Linked DNA regions of Capsicum annuum: region 1 is linked to region 2. The links are chromatin contacts, called in public Hi-C maps. All regions are on one chromosome and are shown on one strand. Each heading gives the region's core, a stretch centred on a gene start, on an enhancer-like site or on the middle of the called end of the contact. The rest is flanking DNA. Distances are from core to core; before and after follow the strand shown.

Region 1 (3,002 bases), core at 340-2,839, 53 kb before region 2:
CTTGCCCTACATTTATGCAAGAGGCCGTTTTCCACAGCTCAAACCTGTGACCTCGTGGTCACACGACAACAATTTTACAAGTTACCCCTTTGCCTTTGCTTCACAACATGGAAATGAAAGCAAAACACTTTCTGGATAAAGCATTTAATGAGATTAGCAAAAAACACTAAACCAGCATCCAAAAATTGGAAGAAAAAAGATCCAATCTAACTATGCCTCAATCCTAACAAATTCCCAAATCCTCAACATCAATTTCACTCAATTTAGTATTTTCGCAATGTAAAATGAAGGCAAAATTAGAAACTAATTTGTCAAAATGACCAAAAAAAGCACGTGATTGTGATTAATCAATTTTACCAGTGACTCCAAAGCTCCCCTTCACTTTCACAATATGGAAATGAAAGTAAAATGCTTTAGGGATAAAAATACTCATGCGATTAGCAAAAAATATACTAAACTAGCATCCAAAAATTCAAAAAATCAATCAACTAAACCTCAATCCTAACAAATTCCAAAATCCTCCATACCAATTTCACTCAATTTAGTACCTTCTAATGCAAAATGAAACCAAAATACAAAACTAATTTCTATACAGCATTTCCCTTGCAGAAATGCAAGAGGTTGTTTACACCGCTCGAATCCCATGACAACAACTTTACCCGTTAATCCAAGGTTCCCCCTCGCTTTCACAATATAGAAATGAAAGCAAAAATCAATTTTGTGACGAAATACTTATGAGACTATCAAAAACTACACTAAACTAGCATCCAAAAATTGCCAAAAATCAATCTAACTACGCCTCAATCCTAACAAATTCCAAAATCCTCTAAACCAATTCCACTTAATTTACTATTTTCACAATGCAAATAAACTCAAAATCACTACACAAAACGACAAAAAAAAAACAATTTTGTGACAAAATACTTATGAGATTATGAAAAAACACTAAACTAGCATCCAAAAATTGCCAAAAATCAATCTAACTACACCTCAATCCTAACAAATTCCAAACTCCTCTACACCAATTTCACTCAATTTACTACTTTCACAATGCAAAATAAACTCAAAATCACTACACAAGACGACGAAAAAAACAAAGATTAATTCAACTAAACTAAACTCAACTCACTTGCGATCGCATAGAACAAGCGAACCACCATCGAAACATATAAAACAAACATCCTCCTCCTCATCTTCCTCCACCACCACTCTCTGCACCTTCACCGCCGCCGCCGTCTTCCCCTGTCCACGTGGCGGCCTTCCTCTCTTCCTCTTCTCAACTCCGCCGACGACGATCACGTTTCCGACCGTACCAGCTCCGCCGCCTCCGGCAGTAGCAGCAACCGCACCACCGCCACCTCCTCCGGCGACTACTCCTTCAGCTCCTGTGAAGGTAACCGGGGCGACGATCGGCGGAGATTCATCCATATCTGGAAATTTTAATTAGATTTTTAATTAAATTTTTCGCTTTTTTTTTTAGTGGAGATATACAAAACCCTACACGGAACGTGAAGTGTCAGAGTTGGGGTAATGAATTATGTGAATGAACATTCGTCATTATTGACTGTTTATATAAATGTTATTGTACAATTTCTTTTGAGTATATAAAGGGGTAGACTTTACACTTTTTCGATTAGTGTTTGATTGAATAGTATACTATACTAGTAGTTGGGTAAGTATGTAATAAAATTTTGTGAACTAAAACCGACAAAAAGGACTACACGTGTAATGTGTTTATTTTGTGTAATAAACCCATGACAATTTTTATTTTTATTTTTTAGTTGGTGTTTAGTATTTACTCTGAGATTGATCGGTTTGAATTTACATTGAAAATTTTTGAATTTGACATTTTGTATTTGTTTTGGGATTAACTCATTTGAATTATGTCGGAAAGTTTTGAATTTGGTGTTTCGTATTTACGTTTGAAATTGACTGATTAAAATTTGTGGCGGAAAATTTTAAATTTGGTATTTTGAATTTACTTTTGAGATTGACTGATTTAAATTTGTGTTGGAAAGTTTTAAATTTGGTATTTCGTATTTACTTTGAGATTGATTGATTCGAATTCTTGTATAAAAGATCTTGCATTTGGTGTTTTGTTATTTACCTTGAGATTGACTGGTTTGAATTTATGTCAAAAAAATTTGAATTTCGTATTTCGTATTTACTTTTGGGATTAGCTGATTTGAATTCGTGTCGAAAAGTTTTGAATTTGATATTTTGTATTACTTTTGAGATTGACTGATTTAAATTTGTGTTGAAAAGTTTTGAATTTGGTATTTCGTATTTAGTTTGAGATTGATTAATTCAATTTTTTATCGGAAAGATCTTGCATTTGGTGTTTTGCTATTTGCTTTAAGATTGACTGATTTGAATTTATGTTGAAAAATTTTGAATTTAGTATTTCGTATTTACTTTTGAGATTAATTGATTTAAATAGAGGTGTGCATCGGTCGGTTCAGTTCGTTTTTATATATTATCGATTTGGTTTCTCGATTTTTGATTTTTAAATATGCTAAACCAATAACCAAATCAATAAGATATTTTTTATCGATTTTTGGTTTATCGGTTTTTAGTACTTAACGGTTCGATTTTCGGTTTAACCGATAAGAAAATATTCATAAAATAGAAGTAGTAGTAACTAACATGAAAAAAAAATTGAATCTTAGTTGCCATAAAAAATTCTACATGATGTGTTTTAATTTACACGAACCTTCAAGTTTGAACTAAAGGATGTTAGGAGAAATTAAGAGTTTGCATAATTGAAATAATAAATTTGTTAATTTGTAGAAATTAACGAGAAATTAAGAAAAATATATAATAAGTCATATATATATATATATATATATATATATATTAGTTTAGGTGTACGCGTCTTGCACGTATACCTCACTTTAATGAGTTCAAACATTACATTAAATAAGATATTTGTTTAAATAATAAAAATGAATATAACAATTAAATTTAATATCTTTTAAGTAGATAAAGATGGAGAATTTATT
Region 2 (3,091 bases), core at 12-2,511:
TTGTAAGTCTAGTCACTTTGAAATAACTTCAGATATGCGGTAACTAAAATTTCATATAGCTAAAGATGAGAAACGTAGGACTGGAATTCAATCATTTCTACGTAAACTTCAATAGTATATGACTATATCGAGTCATTTTTGTCCGAACTCTAGCTAACTTCAGATATTTAGGCTTGACACCTTATGTTGTTTCGAAGTTTTAAAAATTGGGTATAAGTTAAATACCAGTATCCAAATAGAAAACCCACCTAGCTTTTCGGGTTGACTCACCAAAGAAGGTAACTCATATTTGTCACCACTCCAAAAAGCACCCAAGGCATAAAATTAGGGTTGTGCAAAACTCGATTTAACTAATAAATCAAATCAAAAAAATTGTTATTGATTTATCGATACCGAATTATTGAATTAACAATTTTTTAAATGTTTTAGAATTTTTTTATTAAAATATCGGTTTGATTTTCGATTTTAGTTAACGGTTAAATCGATAACCCAATAAGATTATATTAAAATTATATTGTTATCCGTAATTATATAATAGTGAATTTATATTTTAACTATATACCCTATTATTTTTTATATGTTATTGTTGTTATCTTAATGTTGTTCTTTTCTTTATAAACTTGTTGTAATTCCACCCATTACTATAAACTATAAACCTAAATTGATTTTCTTTTCTGAAAAATAGTTATCAGTTGTTACTGCATTCAAGCTCACTGCTTAATAAAAAAAAAATTGTTTTAGTAATAATGTATTTGAATATATATGAACATATAAAAATAAGAAGAGAAGTGCAGAAAAATAAAGAAAACATTTTCTTATTGATTAAACCGATAAATGAAACCGGTAAGAACCACAACCGATGAACTGAAAACCGATAATAAGTATCTAATTGATTTGGTTATCGATTTAGCATGTTGACAAATCGAAAATCAATAAATCAAATCGACCGATGCACACTCGGTATGAAACCAAAATGTCTGTGTAGTTTACATTTTCTTTCCTTTTTCCTAGGAAAACCAGATTTCCAGCCATAGCATTATGTTAAAAATACTCAAATAAGTGAAACGCCAGTCAATTCCGCCTTAAGGCCATCTCTGACGCTGCCATTATTATAGAGGTATGGGGTTCGCGACAAAGAAAGATTCCACATACCCCACGGTGAAGCCGTGAGCCATGGTTCTGCTAACACATTACATAATGCACTACTCTTACGAAAGGAAACTCAGAGAAGACATTTTTTTCATATTTAGTAGCAAGTCGCAGTACACGAAATCAACTGATACAGATAACATCGTTCATGGCTGACCAACTATAAATCTGTCCAGGACGAGATACATAATTTAGTGGTTTGTTTAAAACGACATAAAGTATGCACGCGTCAATTTGTATAGCTCTAAGATGATGTTTTCACATTGAGCTCCTACCTAAATCCTGGCATTGCGACAACCACAAATCGATATGTTCAACAATCTTTTCCCTTACTTTCCGAATTGCATCAGGGGAACTGCAGTTTTTAGCATCACCTGTGGATATGAAAGAATTGTCATAAAATGCATTTCACAAACCATAATTTCAAAGACAGGTTGACGATCAATGCACACAATCACGCTGGTAAACTTTGTGACATGATATGAAAAAGAAGCATCTAGAATTGGAACACACTACAGCTAATTGGGTTGTTGTTGTTGTTATCGTGTGTGGAGACTGGAAGCTGTATTCAGACAATTATCCGATTTGATGCAAACATCGACTAATTTTATTTAACTTTGGCTTTCCAATTCTCTTTAGCCTCAACGTCGCAACTGCTCTGCCACAATCTCTAATATTACCCAACTTGATGTCAAATATAAAAAAGACATGGTCAAGGCTGTGAACATTTTCACGATTACACTTAAATACGCCTTGCATCTTCTCCAAACTCGTCTTACAAAATTCATCTGCTCCTAAGATTACCCTCACTAGAAACTGCATTTTATGTGGCAAACCAGGTGAAAAAAGGTAATTTTCTTTGACATCTTACTTATGCTTATTGCTTTCCACACACCCTCTTGTTCACCCCCCTTAGGATAATCCTACGTGATAGGATCTGACAGTTTCTTCCATTGACATTCACAATTAGTTTCTCATTGTATTGCAAGTTCAGAGTCATAGTTGACAACAACATAATTAGAGGTGTTAAAAAAATTTTAAGACCAATAACTGCAGCAGTGACCAAAGAGATCAATTTAAGAGTAAATAGAAAAATAGCAAGCAAAGGAAAAGGAAGGATGGGGGTTTAAGTAAGCTAAGTTGCTCGGACTCAGCTTCAGGTGTCTGATACAGATGAGGCGGATCTAGAGGTCGGATCCTTCATGATTTAAATTTTAAGATTTGAGGGTACGGATCTAGGTACGGGGATGGGTGCAGGGATTCAGCTTTAAATAATTCAAACATCTAAAAAATAGAGTTACATATCTAAATTATGAGACATTGTACAAGGTATTCCCAGGAGAAAATATTGATCAAGATGAGAATCCTAGAAGAAGATAAAAAGGAAAAGGACTGACAGAAATTTATGTATACAAGCTATCCCATTTTCTTCAGATTCACCCTAGCTTTTGTTTTCATTACAGAAATTATTGCACCTATCCCTCGATTTTGGTCAGAGTACCCAAAATTGGTTGACCAAATCTGGTACGGAACCCACACCCATGTCGTGTCAACACTGGTGCAGCACCGAAAGTGAAGAGTCCGAGCAACTTAGGCAGTAAGAATATTTGTCCAGCATATTAGTGCATATGCCAAACCACCGAAGTCTACACAGTTAACATTGAGGTCTGATATATGCATACCTTCAGGTACTAAAGGAGACTGGGGGCAGCCCCGCAGGTCAGCTCCATGTCCGCAGTTATGGCAAGAGGTTATGTAAGAAGGCACTGTAAGATGAAAAGATATCTCAGAAACAACAAAAATAAGTGCAGTACGACAAATTAAAGTGCGTACTCTAGCCTCAACTAAATTCACATTCAGAAGTACTTTAGCATAAGGTCATGCTGTTTCCGATCCCTCACTGTGAATTCAAGCAAACACTTCTACGATAGAATCATATGAC

The links. A called contact is a pair of places that touch in the nucleus more often than the background predicts.
Region 1: a contact with region 2 is called in a Hi-C map of leaf, with 3 times the contacts expected there. The contact joins two enhancer-like sites. A contact is called at or near these places in 3 of 5 Hi-C or Micro-C datasets (bud and leaf).

What each region holds. Positions count from the first base shown.
Region 1 is chr4:18,059,063-18,062,064 of UCD10Xv1.1, reverse strand. It overlaps the pseudogene LOC107868175. Among protein-coding and RNA genes, the nearest start is that of LOC107868174, 46 kb to the left of the region's middle. Within about 2 kb of position 1,589, at least 5 of the 5 cell types and tissues checked have an H3K27ac peak or open chromatin away from gene starts, as enhancers often do. A contact at or near this core is called in leaf, where this site is marked.
Region 2 is chr4:18,006,046-18,009,136 of UCD10Xv1.1, reverse strand. LOC107868176 (probable serine protease EDA2) reads right to left here. Exons shown (of 12, transcript XM_016714781.2): 11 at 2,832-2,915; 12 at 1,223-1,523. The coding sequence ends at 1,408. Among protein-coding and RNA genes, the nearest start is that of LOC107868176, 15 kb to the right of the region's middle. Within about 2 kb of position 1,261, at least 1 of the 5 cell types and tissues checked has an H3K27ac peak or open chromatin away from gene starts, as enhancers often do. A contact at or near this core is called in leaf, where this site is marked.